Linked DNA regions of Mus musculus: all the other regions are linked to region 1. Evidence: chromatin contacts called from public HiCAR-type, HiChIP or PLAC-seq and promoter capture Hi-C data. All regions are on one chromosome and are shown on one strand. The core of a region is the stretch at or near the end of the contact, and the rest is flanking DNA. Distances in the headings are between cores, read along the strand shown. Region 1 holds the start of Orc5 (origin recognition complex, subunit 5). Region 2 holds the start of 5031425E22Rik (RIKEN cDNA 5031425E22 gene). Region 3 overlaps 5031425E22Rik (RIKEN cDNA 5031425E22 gene). Region 4 overlaps Lhfpl3 (lipoma HMGIC fusion partner-like 3).

Evidence for each region. Promoter capture Hi-C pulls out the DNA fragments that hold promoters and counts their contacts. HiCAR-type assays count read pairs that join an accessible place to other places. HiChIP or PLAC-seq counts read pairs in DNA pulled down with a chosen protein or histone mark.
Region 2: a promoter capture Hi-C map of the HPC-7 cell line shows a contact between it and region 1. The contact joins the promoter of 5031425E22Rik here to the promoter of Orc5 in region 1. A contact is called at or near these places in 14 of 39 promoter capture datasets (the C10 cell line, the HPC-7 cell line, HPC-7-derived erythroid cells and 8 more), 5 of 115 datasets of contacts at active chromatin or transcription factors (astrocytes, embryonic stem cells, extraembryonic endoderm stem cells and 1 more) and 1 of 9 other capture datasets (embryonic stem cells).
Region 3: a HiCAR-type map of astrocytes shows a contact between it and region 1, with 6 times the contacts expected there. The contact joins the enhancer-like site here to the promoter of Orc5 in region 1. A contact is called at or near these places in 7 of 39 promoter capture datasets (the 3T3-L1 cell line, the C10 cell line, cranial neural crest and 3 more), 1 of 484 Hi-C or Micro-C datasets (pre-B cells), 6 of 115 datasets of contacts at active chromatin or transcription factors (astrocytes, embryonic stem cells, large pre-B cells and 2 more) and 1 of 9 other capture datasets (embryonic stem cells).
Region 4: an H3K27ac HiChIP or PLAC-seq map of oligodendrocyte precursor cells shows a contact between it and region 1, with 5 times the contacts expected there. The contact joins the enhancer-like site here to the promoter of Orc5 in region 1. A contact is called at or near these places in 5 of 39 promoter capture datasets (the 3T3-L1 cell line, the SN4741 cell line, liver and 1 more), 2 of 115 datasets of contacts at active chromatin or transcription factors (large pre-B cells and oligodendrocyte precursor cells) and 1 of 9 other capture datasets (adipose tissue).

Annotation. Positions count from the first base shown.
Region 1 is chr5:22,548,677-22,551,910 of GRCm38.p6, reverse strand. It overlaps Orc5 (origin recognition complex, subunit 5), which reads left to right and starts at 1,573. Exons shown (of 14, transcript NM_011959.3): 1 at 1,573-1,719. The coding sequence starts at 1,648. 6030443J06Rik (RIKEN cDNA 6030443J06 gene) reads right to left here and starts at 1,498. Exons shown (of 3, transcript NR_102315.1): 1 at 1,439-1,498.
Region 2 is chr5:23,431,711-23,434,944 of GRCm38.p6, reverse strand. It overlaps 5031425E22Rik (RIKEN cDNA 5031425E22 gene), which reads left to right and starts at 1,609. Exons shown (of 3, transcript NR_165300.1): 1 at 1,609-1,735. Kmt2e (lysine (K)-specific methyltransferase 2E) reads right to left here and starts at 481. Exons shown (of 26, transcript NM_026984.2): 1 at 162-481.
Region 3 is chr5:23,385,322-23,388,555 of GRCm38.p6, reverse strand. All of the region lies in intron 1 of 5031425E22Rik (RIKEN cDNA 5031425E22 gene), which reads left to right. Among named protein-coding and RNA genes, the nearest start is that of 5031425E22Rik, 46 kb to the left of the region's middle. Within about 2 kb of position 1,500, at least 405 of the 459 cell types and tissues checked have an H3K27ac peak or open chromatin away from gene starts, as enhancers often do. A contact at or near this core is called in astrocytes, embryonic stem cells, hippocampal neurons and 4 more, where this site is marked.
Region 4 is chr5:23,164,371-23,167,604 of GRCm38.p6, reverse strand. All of the region lies in intron 2 of Lhfpl3 (lipoma HMGIC fusion partner-like 3), which reads right to left. Among named protein-coding and RNA genes, the nearest start is that of Gm17434, 150 kb to the left of the region's middle. Within about 2 kb of position 1,499, at least 25 of the 459 cell types and tissues checked have an H3K27ac peak or open chromatin away from gene starts, as enhancers often do. A contact at or near this core is called in oligodendrocyte precursor cells, where this site is marked.

The DNA.
Region 1 (3,234 bases), core at 324-2,823:
CAAACAAACAAACAAAAACCACAGGAGAGCCAAAACAATCCTGAGCAATGAAAGAACTTCCAGAAGAGTCACAGTCCCTGACCTCAGGCTGTAATAAAGAGCAACAGTGATACAAAACACCTGTGTGATACTGATACAAAAACAGACTCACAGATCAAAGTAAATGAATCAAAGACCCAGAAACAAACTCACATACCTATGAACACTTGATCTTTGAAAAAGAAGCCAAAATTATACAGTGAAAAAGAAAGAAAGAAAGAAAGAAAGAAAGAAAGAAAGAAAGAAAGAAAGAAAGAAAGAAAGCAAGCACCTTCAATAAATGGTGCTGGTCTAACTGGCAGTCTGTATGTAGAAGAATGAAAATAGATCCATATTTATCATCTTGCACAAACCTCAAGTCCAAGTGGATCAAGGATCTCAACATAAAACCGGATACATTGAGTCTAATAGAAGAGAAAGTGGGGAAGAGCCATGAACACGCTGGCATAGGGAAAATGTCCTGAATAGAACACCAGTGGCTCAGGCTCTAAGATCAAATATTGATAAATGGGACCTCATGAAACTGAAAAGCTTCTGTAAGGCAAAGGGCTCTATCAACAGGACCAAACAGCAGCCTACAGATTGGGAAAGGATTGTCACTAACTACTTATGGTAGAGGCTGTGGAGTAAGGGGAATACTTCTTCATTGCAGGTAGTAATTCAAACTTGTACAACCACTTTGGAACCAAAGTGTGTGTGTGTGTGTGTGGTAATTAGATTTCCTCCACAGGCAGTTGTATTGTTCAATAATACATAATGGGCCTCTTTCTAATATGGGTGCCGTGTTTTCCTTGTCTTTTTGCACTGTTTATGAAATCTATGTGTAGCAGACACTGCGTACATTATCTTTTATTCTTAAAAATACTCTACTATAGTCCTTATGTTCTATATAAGGAAGTTTATAAATAAACGGTTCAAAGATTCTCCCAACATCTCAAAATTCAGAAAAAGTTGAGTCAATGTTTCCAGACCAAATTTTTTTTTCAGGACCCAAAGCCCTCTCTTTGGACACGAATTTTCTTATTCCTATACATTCTTTCATTTCAAGGCTTTTCTTCTTCCAGGTGTCCTATAAATGTGCAAGGACAACGTTAATTTTACTGATTACCCTCACTAACACTCGAATACTTCCACATCTAGTTTCAAGCTTGCAAAGACAAACAAATGATTTTATTTAGTTAGTTCCACAGAGTTCCCATTGTCCACTTTCTTGCCAGAGGAAAACCAATTTTTTTTTAAAGAATACTCGTTTCTGTCGGTACTTTTATGTGTGCGGCTTTCTGGAGGGAACTGAAGACACAGAAGGTGGGCGGTGAGGTGCCCCCAGGTCGCCCTTCAGCTTGTGTAAGGGTTTCAGGCTGGAAAGCTCAGGCCAGAGTGGGAAGCGATAACCACTTACCAGTAACCGACCACTGAGCACCGCCGCCTGGAGACTAGAGCGGCCCACGTTGTCGCGCGGCTCCCTGACGTCACTCGACCGCGCTGGCTCCGCCCCCAGCCCAGGCTTCCGGCCGGAAAGCTTGCGGTTGTTCTACGTGAACCACGCCTGAGTGGCGCAGGGCTGACCGGAGGCCAACTGCTCTGCAGTATCAGGTGGTGCCCGCCAAAATGTCTCACTTGGAGAGCATGGTCCTCTGTCGAGAGGCCCAAGTGTCCACTTTGCAGTCCCTGTTTGGAGAGGTATTGTAGTCAGACTGCTTCCCAAATGCCAGAGGCGAATGCGTCCTGGATCCGTTCCGTTTGGGGGGAGTACTGTGTGGATTGCGAGGCGGTAGGCTATCCCCCTTATGTTAAGATGGAGGTGCGGTATGACTGCCCCACACTTACCCAAAGAAACTTCTCAGTCTATTTTAAAGGAGACTGCAGAGGAAGAGCTGGCCTGCTCTACAGGACGTCGGCTAGGAAGTGCTCCTTTTACTTGGACCACACTTTGGAGATTATGTGAGCCCCAAATAGCTACTGCAAGTTGCTGCAGAACAGGGTTTGGGTAGGAAGTCTGTTTGCAGAGTGTTTACTAAACGCCAGTTCGCCCGTTGTAGTGAGGTATAGATTGGGTCAAATACAGAGAGGTGATTGGCTTCAAGGCCAATTAGGGTAACGCTGTGGTTTAGCCTTTAAAATCCTTCAGCTTTTCTAGAATTATAAAAGCCAGGAGAAGTCTCGCTTGGGTTTCTCTCCCTGCCGACCAGATGAGATGATTTAGAGGGGAGAGGTTAGCCTCTGAAGTGAACACAGGCTGAAGTAACATTCATTTCTCTCAGTTGCCTTGCATTGTGCTCATTAATTAGAATTGATTGCACTTGGATCTTATCTGGGAGATGAGCAAATACAAATAGCCATTTAGTCTTCCTTTAGAAATGTACTTTCATCCAGCAGAGTGTCGGATCCAGTGCGTCTGTGGTGGCAGATGAAATAGTCATGGAAAAGTACTTCCCTCCATCTAAAAGGCGTCATGTTAGCAATTCTAGAGGTCAGCTGCATCTGTAGTTCCTAGTTATAATGCTTTCAGTTATAGTTACCTATATTATTGAAATGTATAATTGTTTATGCTCTGTACATTCCTTCATTGGACTTGATAAACCCAGATTATTCTAACCAAAAGTACTCCTCTTTTTTTGAGGAATACTTTATTAGCAAAATAAGATAGGTAGGGCTGATTTAGCAGTGGGTCCCAGAAAAGGCTTCACCTTTGCTCTTATTTAATACTACATCTAACAAAAACAATATTTTTCTTCAAGGAAGTTTGCATGTGGGAAATACAAAGAACCACTATAGCAAATAGCTACAGAAGAAAAAAGAGCTAGCTATGCTCGTAGAAGACTAATTTATATGTTTAGCAAGTGTGTATTTTCTGAGCACTGGCTCTGTGTGTGGCACTGTGCCAGATTCAGTCTTGTGGCACATGTTGGGGAAAAGTTAAGTGACAGTGGAGTCAGAGTTCATTTCAACTCTAGGTGACAATGTGAACGTTGTTTAAAAGGGGAGCATGCTGGTTAGTTTTGCCCTCGTGGGAAGAGAGAACATAACTGAAAACAAATATGCCTCCAACAGATAGTCAGTAGGCAAGTCTGTAGGACATTTTCTTGATTAATGATTGATGTGGGAGGGCCCAGCCCACTGGGAATGGTACAACTCCAGGGAAGAAAGCAAGCTGAGTAAGTCATTAAGACACCTTCCTCCGTGGCCTCTGCTTCA
Region 2 (3,234 bases), core at 360-2,859, 880 kb before region 1:
AAAGGACAAATTCCATTTCCACAAGCGACGTGGCCCCAGCACAGGCGCCTGGGGTTCAGTGTGGACGCCCGGCTCCCGAAGGACAGCGACCCTCTCTCCCTAGAGCCCTAAGTCCCCCCACCGTGGACCCCACGACACCCACAGACACGACAGGCACTGACCTGTGATGGTCACACACCAGACACCCGAACCCTGTTATCGGCTCGACCCCGGGCGAGGTTCTCCACACCTCAGCGCTCGGTCGACCCCCGACGACAGCCACTGCGGTCGCAGAACCGACTCCACACCCCCTCCCCAAGCAGCAGCGCGCAGCGTCTTCAGTGGGAACCCAAGAGTCGGGCACTGCGGGCCACGGCAGGAATGACGAGGAGACGCTGAGGCTGCTCCGAGTGTCTATGCCCCCTCTGCTGCCGCTCCCGAACGCAGGCTCGATCTCCGACTCGGCCCCCTGCGCCCGCTCAGTGTCACTGCTTCTCGCTCTGGGAAAATGGCGGCGGCGACGGCGGCGGCGGCGGCGGCAGCGGCGGCGGCGGCGGCGGCAAGCGCACGGGGCCCGCCCGCCCCGCTCCGCAGGGGCAGGGGGGAGGGGACGAAGCTACTCGCCGCCATCTTGGTTATGGGCTGCGGCCCGACGCGGCCTCTCCGCCGAGGCGTGGAGACGTCACGCTAGAGGCCGCGAGCTGGCCAGACACTCCGTCTTTCCCACAACAGGTGCATTCATCCATCCGCCGACGGTTGGGGAGGTCTTGCTAGCTGGTGGGCTTGGCTCTTTACCCGTTGTCCCCGAGTAGCCCTCAAGCCTGGATGTAGGTGAGCGTGAGGATGCTACTAGTGGGTAGAAGGATGACAGCAGGGACGGGGACGACCCCCCTCCCATCACTTCCTAAGGTGATGCACTTGCTCCTACCCCCCAAGCAGCCTCAGTCCCGGCAGCCCCCTCCCCCCGGCCTGGCCTGCCAGCTCAGGGTGAGCCCGGTCGGATTGTCACTCGACGCCCACTAGTGGCTGAGGAGGCTCCAGTGCGCAGGCTCCGGGCACCGGATAAAAGCGGAGCTGGCGAGTCCCGCGCTGTCTCGATGGAGGAGCGAGAAACGCAAGAGGTCGGGGGGAGAAGCCGCAGAAAAAATTGCAGCCATCGTCAGCGCCGCCTCCCTGCCACCGTGTATGGGGTAAAAGCTGCCGTTGCCGCTGCCGGTGCAGTCGCTGCCGCCGCCTCCTATACTTCTTAGCACCGGGGAAGGATTCCCCGCCGCGGGACAGTGTGCTGGGCGGGGAGCGGGAGTTCGTTTGTGTGGCGGTGATTAAACGAGGGAGGGACAGAGCTGGTTTCTCGAACCGAAAAGGGGAGGCCAAGGAACAAAACAGGGTTCTCCACTAAAATCACACAGCGATTACGGATCTGGCTTTGGGGGCCTTTCCCCGGAATGGCGGTTTCCGTCTTCTTGGCCCGCAGCACGACCTTGGGTGCTCCGTAAGAGGAGTGGGGAGAGGCAGAGGCGGTGTCGGCAGCCAATCGGCGTCTGGTGATTTCTGTCGGGCGCGTAGGGATTGGCTGACGATGACCTCATGCTGCAGCAGCGGGTGGGGCCAGAGTCGTCGGGGGTGGCTGTTGCAAAGGCAGAGAGTGAGAAGTGATGACGGTGATCGTTGTCGCCGCGTCTTCTGTGGAACCCAAGCAGTGCCGAAGGAAGTCGCAAGGCTCTTCCCCGACCTTTTGCTCCTCTCCCTGCGCGAGGTGAGGGCCCTGGCTCGGCCTCTGCGAGACTTTGGGGCGCTGGTGCGGCCGTGGAGGCGCAATTTCTCCTGTGACTTTTGTAACTGCGTCAGGGCAAGATGGCGCTGGGTCTCCTTGGGGCGCGGGGGGAGAGGCACGTCCACCGCCGCCGCAGCGCATGTGACCGGCTGCATTCCTGTGGGGTTTGGCGGGGACCCAGGCAGGGCGGGGGAGGGGACCGGGTTTGGGCGGAGGAGATGGTGGTGCGGTCGGCGTTGGCTGCCCGAAGAGGAAGAGATGACTGTTTGAAAGCTCTTCCCCTCCCCCACTCCCCGCAGCAGAACTGCTGCGGGGGGGGGGGGAGCCCCTGAAAGGACACTCCTTTCGGGGTGTGCCAGCCACTGGTGGAGGAGAAGGTTTGACGCCTTCTTATATCTGCCTTTCTCCTTGCAAAGTATGCTTACGTAAGGTGGCAGTTCCCTCCTGTAAGCCAACTAGGAGGCCCTGAGTGTCACTGGTATGGGTAACAAGGACAGGTTAGGCTCTGAAGGCACCACAGGTAGGAGTGTTGATTATTTCAGACAAAACATAAAGTTTGGGGGGTCTGAATAGAAGACTACAGCATTCTCAGAGTTTGAAAGCAAGTGAATAACACCCAGGAACACTTAGGGTTTCTAGGCAGACAGCGATTAAGGACTGCATCACAGTCTGAACGGAAGGGCCCTGTCAAACCTTCTCCTTAGATTCTTTGTGTTCATTACCCTCCCTGTCTGTACATCCCGTGAGAGAGTTTAAGTAATCTTACTGGTGAGGGTTGCCTTTTCAAATATAAGTATTCTTAGTAATTTTAGTATTTTGTTCTGTATGAAACTGAAAGGTCATTTTCTATACTTCACGTTGCATTTTGTCGTCCTTTTAAAAATAAAAAATGGAATTACAAATGCTTCTGGTAAATATTCGTTAAAGCTCTCTATCCTGCGTCTTTAAAGCACATTTGCAATAGCATAAAACGTATTTTTAGTGGGACTTAGGGATGGGAATGAGGGCTCGAATGGGTTTTGCTATTTAATAGCCTAGACTAGCTTGGAACTCATACTCCTGCCCACCCTCCTATTGCTAGGATTACAGGCTCTGCCTGGGTACTATTTCAACAAAACACTGTATTTGGTGCTGAGAGAAAATGAATGCCTACTAGGCCTAGAAACTTCATTAACCTGGGCCATGGTTATGTTAATTTATGTTTATTTTTAGCGGTAGACTCTTTGTAGTTGGAAATCAAGATTTGGTTTGTAGCATTTTTGTTATTAGGTAACAATGAGAATGAGCGAAAGTCAGTATTTTAAATGGAGTTATGTATTACAAAGAGTTTAACAAATTCAAAGCTTTTTGTTCCTGCTTATCTATTAAAATGGACATTTTGTATAATTGTGGAATAACCTTTTTTGTTTCTCTGTCAATTCCCTTGCTCCTTTATCCTAACATCATTTTTTTTTCCTTAGAAAAAGAACTAAATATGAAGC
Region 3 (3,234 bases), core at 251-2,750, 840 kb before region 1:
GTTGCTTTATGCATATTATTAGGATCTGTAAAGATTCCCCCTCACTCCTGACAGTTCCTCCATGTGGAAGAACTTCTGCTCCAGCATTTCTGACTTATTCCACTCCGAATTAGTGCTTCCCCAGGAAGAAGAATCAGGCTGGGAGAGGAGTGATTTCTTAATGGTGATTTGAGGAGAGGACTGGGAGCCTGTATCTCAGACTCCCTTCATCACATAGCAGCCAAACTCTTCTCCCTCCCGTGGTTACAGAGTGAATTCCTGGGGTTGGGGGGTGGGGAGAGGAGAAGAAAGAGAGGAAGGGAGGAAGGGAGAAAGCTGAAGCACACAAAATCCCAAGACTGGGAAACAAAATGAGTGACAAAGAAATTATACAAGCGGCTTCTAGTCCCAAGTGTTCCTTCTGCTCTGAGGGGAGGAAGTGGGGCTCATCAAGGTGGTAGAGGAAGATTTGGTATCCATGAGATGGTCCAGTGAAATCTGAGGAAGACAAGTGCATACACACAATTTAACAAGGAGGAAACGGACAGAGTGTCTCATAATAAACTTAAATTAGAAGAAGAGAAACCTGAGAAACAGGACAAGCTTGTGGATGAAGATACAGGAGACTCACAAGCTGGTACTTAACCAGTGAAGGAGATGCTGCCGAAGACCTGCTGAGACCCAACTAATAACATGACCAAATGAAATCATTCTTTGATAGTATTGCTTATGGTGATACTGGAGAAAGGAGCCCGAGTTAGGCTGAAGAAAGGTTAGATGCTGAAATGTTCGGAACCCCAATTTGTCCAGATGGTGGCCATGGAGCTACCAAGGCAGAGAAGTGTTGGCTTTCATATGGCAGGGTACGTGGTAGTGGCCGAGGAGGGACCATCACTGCCCCTCAAGTGGATTCAGAGGCATCATGGAGCAGAGAGTGCAGATTTTGACTATAGGAAAGATAATAAAGTCACCTCCTAGTCTACAGACAAGTTCCAGTCTCTGTACCCTTCTCATTCTGTTTGGAGATGCTATAATATGAGGTAGCTTATTTCAGCAGTTAGGGTGCTGGGTGGTAGACAGCTTTGTCAGTCAGCTATACACACACCGGTAAATAAACATTTTATATAGTTGTAAAATTTCATTCTATTCTGTTGCCAAAGAAACATTAAGAACTTTGTATAGCTTTTTAAAAAGCAACTACGTTTCTTTTAAAGAGAATAACTTTTAAAGTTTAAAAGAAAGGTGTGTGTGTGTCCTGCCTGTCTGATCTTGGCAGTTCTTTCCTGTTCAAGTATACTAACTTCGAGTCAATGATGACTAGGCTTTGACAGCGTCCTCTTGGCTTCCTCTGCGTCATCGTCATCGAAGCCATTTGAATGCTGACTTTTCCCCCTGGGCTTGCTAAGCCCAGTCCCTAGGGGACACAGCCATTTGAAACTCCCTGCGGTTTGAATGGGCTGGCCCAGCTGGCAGAGATCTGCAGCTGTGTTGCCTTTGGTTGCGTGGCAACGCAGCACCCCACCCATCTTCTGTTCTCAGAGCTGAAGATCAACACTGCTGAAGCTCTGTCTGCTCTTGCTGTCTCACAAGGACCGGAAGAGGATGAAACACCAGTCAGTACCGGGGGAATTGCAACGGAAAAATATTTTTCCATTTCGGTCAAGTCGCCATCGGGAAATCATTCAGACTCAATATTGAGACTGATACAGGGCGGTGAGTGGCATTTCTTGAGCAGGCTTTTCTGTTTGCAGAGAAATGCCCGCCCTTTGCGAACAATCAGCACCATTCAGCCTGGCAGGGTTGACGGAGCTTGGGGCAGGCCGCTGATAGATTTCATCTGCTTCTGAAACTCCGTGGTTTCGTACAGGAACACTGAAAAAGAGACTAGAAACAGGAAGTGGAAAAAAAAAACATTTCTACCTAATGGAAACTACCTTTTGTTCATCTGCACCTGCATTCCTGTTAAACATTTAAATTAGCGCAGGTATCTACTTTTCTAGGGACTATCCCCAGATGGTATGTACCCTAGAGGGGCTTTGCCTCTGATCTGGAATCTTCCTGTCACCATAACAAATCTCTCATTCTCTTTTCGCATTCCTCAGAAAAGAAACAGCTTGCCCATTGCCAGGAGGAATTAAGATCAGAGTCAGGGCAAAGTTCTAAACCAGTCTCCCCCTCCCCCACCCCTCCCCCTCCCCCACCCCCACCCCTCTCCCCTCCCCTCTCCCCTCCCCTCTCCCTCCCTCCCTCGCTTTATTTATTTATTTATTTATTTATTTATTTATTTATCTATCTATCTATTTATTTATTTATTTATTTATTTATTTATTTATTTATTTATTTTTGTGGCAGGGGTCTCTGTAACATAGCCTGGAACTCAGCCACACAACTGAGGATGGCCCTGAACTTGTGTGAGCCTCCTGACTTTCCTTCCTAAGTGCTGGGATTACAGGGATGCCCTTGTGCCACCATGCCCACCCAGCTCAGAAGCTCTCTTAGTGTAATTGTTGAGTAGCTCCCGAATAGTAAGGAACTGAGATGTAGTTGCCTTTGGTCAAGGAGGGGTCAGAGACAAGAGGAGTAAGATGATGACGGTTGGAAGATGTATGTCCGAGTGCACCACAGGGAAGCCAGGCTCAGAACTCCTTTTCACTCTGGTCCTTGCCTGCATCGACCCTGCTAGACGCTAGCAGATACTTTCTCACTAAGGTGGGGGAGGGTGGCTGAGACCCTTGATGGCACTGTGCCCAGAACAGAAAATGTGGTTGTTGGCAACTATATCAAAGGGCAAGGCTCTGCTCATTTAGAAACCTTTCCACCTCTGCTTACCAGACCCCATAACCTAGCATGCCCAAGGCCCACAGAAACTTTGGAACAATAGGCTTTGCCCCTCCTGTCAGTTATTTATTCATTTATTTAATTTTTCATTTTGAAGACAGGATATGGCTGCTCTTTTAACGTGTGTGAGTTCAAATCCCAGCACCTACATGATGGCTAACAGGTATCTCGAACTCCAGTTTGAGGGGATTTGATACCCTCTTCTGGCCTCCTCTGCTAATGGACAAATGTGGCTTAGACATAAGAGCCTGCAAAAACACTCATCCACATAAAATAAAAATAAATAAGTCTTTGAAAAAAATGTTTTTATTTACTTATGTGTATGAGTGTTTTGCTTACTTGCATGACTGAGCACCACATGTATTACCAGATGCCCAGGAAGGTCAGACGAGGGCATTAGATTCCCTGGTACTGAGT
Region 4 (3,234 bases), core at 250-2,749, 620 kb before region 1:
ATATTCCTACTATTCTTCACGGTCATTCTCCTAGGAGACCACCCCTATCACCATCACATTCCCTGGATGCCAATGAGAAAGATGGAAATTCAGTTGAGAACAGTAGCCATTTTCTGACCAAGCAGGGAACCAGCTACATGATGAACCTGACACCAGGATCCAAGAAAAGACGACAGGTCCTTGATAAAATTGTGTCAGCCATGTTTTCCTGGTTCCAAAGTGTTTTCCATGTTTCAGACTCTTTAACGGAGGTTTCTGTCACCTGCAGCCAAACCATCTGCATTCTGTGCTCGCTTAGAGACATTCAGCCATCTTCCCTTTTCGCTTTGCAGCCTCAGCTTCCAACTTGGCCTCATTATTCCTCCCTTCCTGGCTGCCTTTTCTTTCTCTTTACAGTGTACTTGGAAATAGAATATGGACTTCAAAGGCCTGGTAACATATGTATCCCTCCCCTTTCTTCCTCACTTCATGACCTTCAAAAGTGGTCCAATAATCATTTACTCCTGCCAGTTTCCTGTAGCTGCTTGGATCACTCCTGGCCTTTCTTTGCTAGCAGCTCCCACCCCAGTGCTAACAAGGAGACTGCCTCTTTGCTTCTTGAAGAAATACCTTTTTTCATGCTAAACTGCATCTCCTCTACATACTGGTTGAAACTAATGAAGCCCGCCATGCCAAATGCTATGAAACATGAAGGTCACTGGAGTGGACCCTCTACTGCATTGTCTGCATGTACTGTCACTGACTTAATGGCTTGCTCACTTGAGCCCTGACTAGGGGCTGTACTATTGAGGCCTTATTTAGCTGATTGAAAGCTGTCATGGAAGCATTCCATCACACCCATCCATGAGCTGAAGAGTGACAGGGGATTTAATTTTTATGGTACTTGTCATGGCAAAAGACAGAAGCCCTGGCACTAACATAGGCAGGGACATGCTTTTAAGATCTAGATTTTAATGAGCATATTTTAGGTGAATTCAAATAGTTAAGACACTTTGTCCATCTCCCAGTCTGGCTCATTTACCACCATAAATGTAAGAAGCTATGCCAAGATAACTTAGCGCACATGGTTTGGGGAAAGTCAGAGACAAGGTAGTGCTAGGAATAATCCTGAAAAAAGGAATATTGTAGGAGTTGTGTGCAGGCGGAGGGACAGTGATGCTACTGATGTGACCGGACAGGGGGAGTTTGAATTGGTCTTTCCTGAATTATTGATACTTTTCTAAATCACACCATGGAACACTTGGACCTTTTAGATTTGCTGCCCCTGCACCCAACAAGAACGACTCCACAGAGATTCCTGGCAGGTTCAGTGACATCATCCTGAGACTGACAGTTGCTTTAGGGAATAAAAGGACAGCATGTGTCTGCTTCATTCCCCTTTTCTTTGCCTTTCCTTTAGCTCGTTTTATCAAGTCACGCGAAGCTTTCACTAACACAAGTGAGGCTTGCAAATGGTTGGAAGAATCAACATCCTTTACAGAGCAGGGGAAGAAAGGGAAGAGGCAAGCAGTGGCGAGAAAGAACAGAAGGCTGTTATCTTCCCTGTTTGGCTTCATCTCATCCAGAAGGCTGACTTTCCGGCAGTGAGGAAGGGGGATGGTCAAATTATGGTAATTAGGATCTTATGTGGCAGCTCATGATTTGCATTTCCTTCATTTCCTTGTTTCCCTCCGTGTTTGCTGGGAGACTAAATAATACACGTCTATGTTTCGACCAAAGGATTTTTCTTGGGGTCCCAAGAGAAAGGGTCATCTGTGCACATTTGGGCTGCCCTTTACCAGAACTCTTTTCAGTGGGATGGAGGCAGGTGGCTTAGTAGAATCAGGTGATTTGTTTACAGGGAACTTCAGAGACTTCGGAAAAAGACCATAGGATTGGAAGAGCTTCCCTAAGGATCTATTATGCAGGTGCTGACTACCTCACCTTGTTTGTGCAGTGGGTTATCAAACAGCTTTTATTTTCCTTCCTGCCTCCTAAGAAGCAGTTTGCTTCCTGAGAGACCAGCACTGTAGGAAAAACTCTCAAGGAGACTTGCGTTCACTTACTTATCAAGTGGAGGTCATAGTAATTTCTTCTGTCACTTTAGCCAACACACCCTAGTCTAGGCTTTGGTCTTTTTTTTTTTTTTTTTTAATTTCAATATGTGATTGGCAACTTGTCACTGATGATACAGATACTCATTGTCCTTAGCTGCCAATCAATTACTGTGTGGACCACGTTTATGTTCATGTTAGATTAAACAAGAAAGGAAAAGAACAGCTTAAAATGAGGGATTGCTGGGAAGTCCTTACAGTCTGTTTTAACAGGACCATAATTCCCTGCAACTGTATTTGAGAAGATATTATCAGAAAATACTGGCTATTGAATTGAAGGAATCTAATCCACCAGCAGCTTCTTTGCAAATGCTGTGTCTGAAGTATGAGCCCACCCAGAGCTACCTTCATTCTCCTTGCTGTCAACACCAACCCTGCAGTGCCATTGACTCAGTTCCATCCCCTTGTGGCAAAGCTTCACTCGATGGCCTTTTCCTGAAGGCCTGCGGCAACTTTGCCCATGCTCTGATTATCATTCTGGTCCTGGTGTTGGGAACACTGGCGCTTTTCATCATGTGTCAATGATGGTGAAAGAAGCAGCTCCAGGGTGGCTGGGTCATCTTGTCTATCTTCTCATAGTGCAACACGTTAGGATGCAGAGTAACTGCTCCTGCCTGTGTGGGCTAAATGGAAACTATTTTTGTGACAAATGTTCAATTCAAGTCTAGTGTATACAGTACTTCTGCAGTATATGTGAGAAAGTGTGCGGACTGTGTGTGTATGCTCAGTGAGTTTGCAGAGTGGAAGGAACTCTGGTTTCATCAGCACCCAGCTCAGGAAGCAGAAGCAAGACCTATATGTCTCTTGTTTGCCACACCCCTTGTCACCTTACACTGCTCTTTGCCTTTCTACTGTAGTTTCTTTGGGCTCCAAGTTATCCAAAGGAAGATATACAGAAGAGTTGAGTTTCTAGAGACGGGGAAGAAGCAAATTCAGTCTTTCATCCACCTTTCCAACATGCTTTGTAGTGCAACAACTTCTTGTCATTAGATACATGGCCACTTCATTACAGTCAAAATGCTGAATGTCTCCAGATCAACACAGCTCAGGTCCTGTCTGGGCCATGTTGAGGGTGGGTCTCTCTCAGTGCTGTCTGGTTATCTTGTTGACAGTTCCAATTCTTTAAGGGTGAGATCGAATC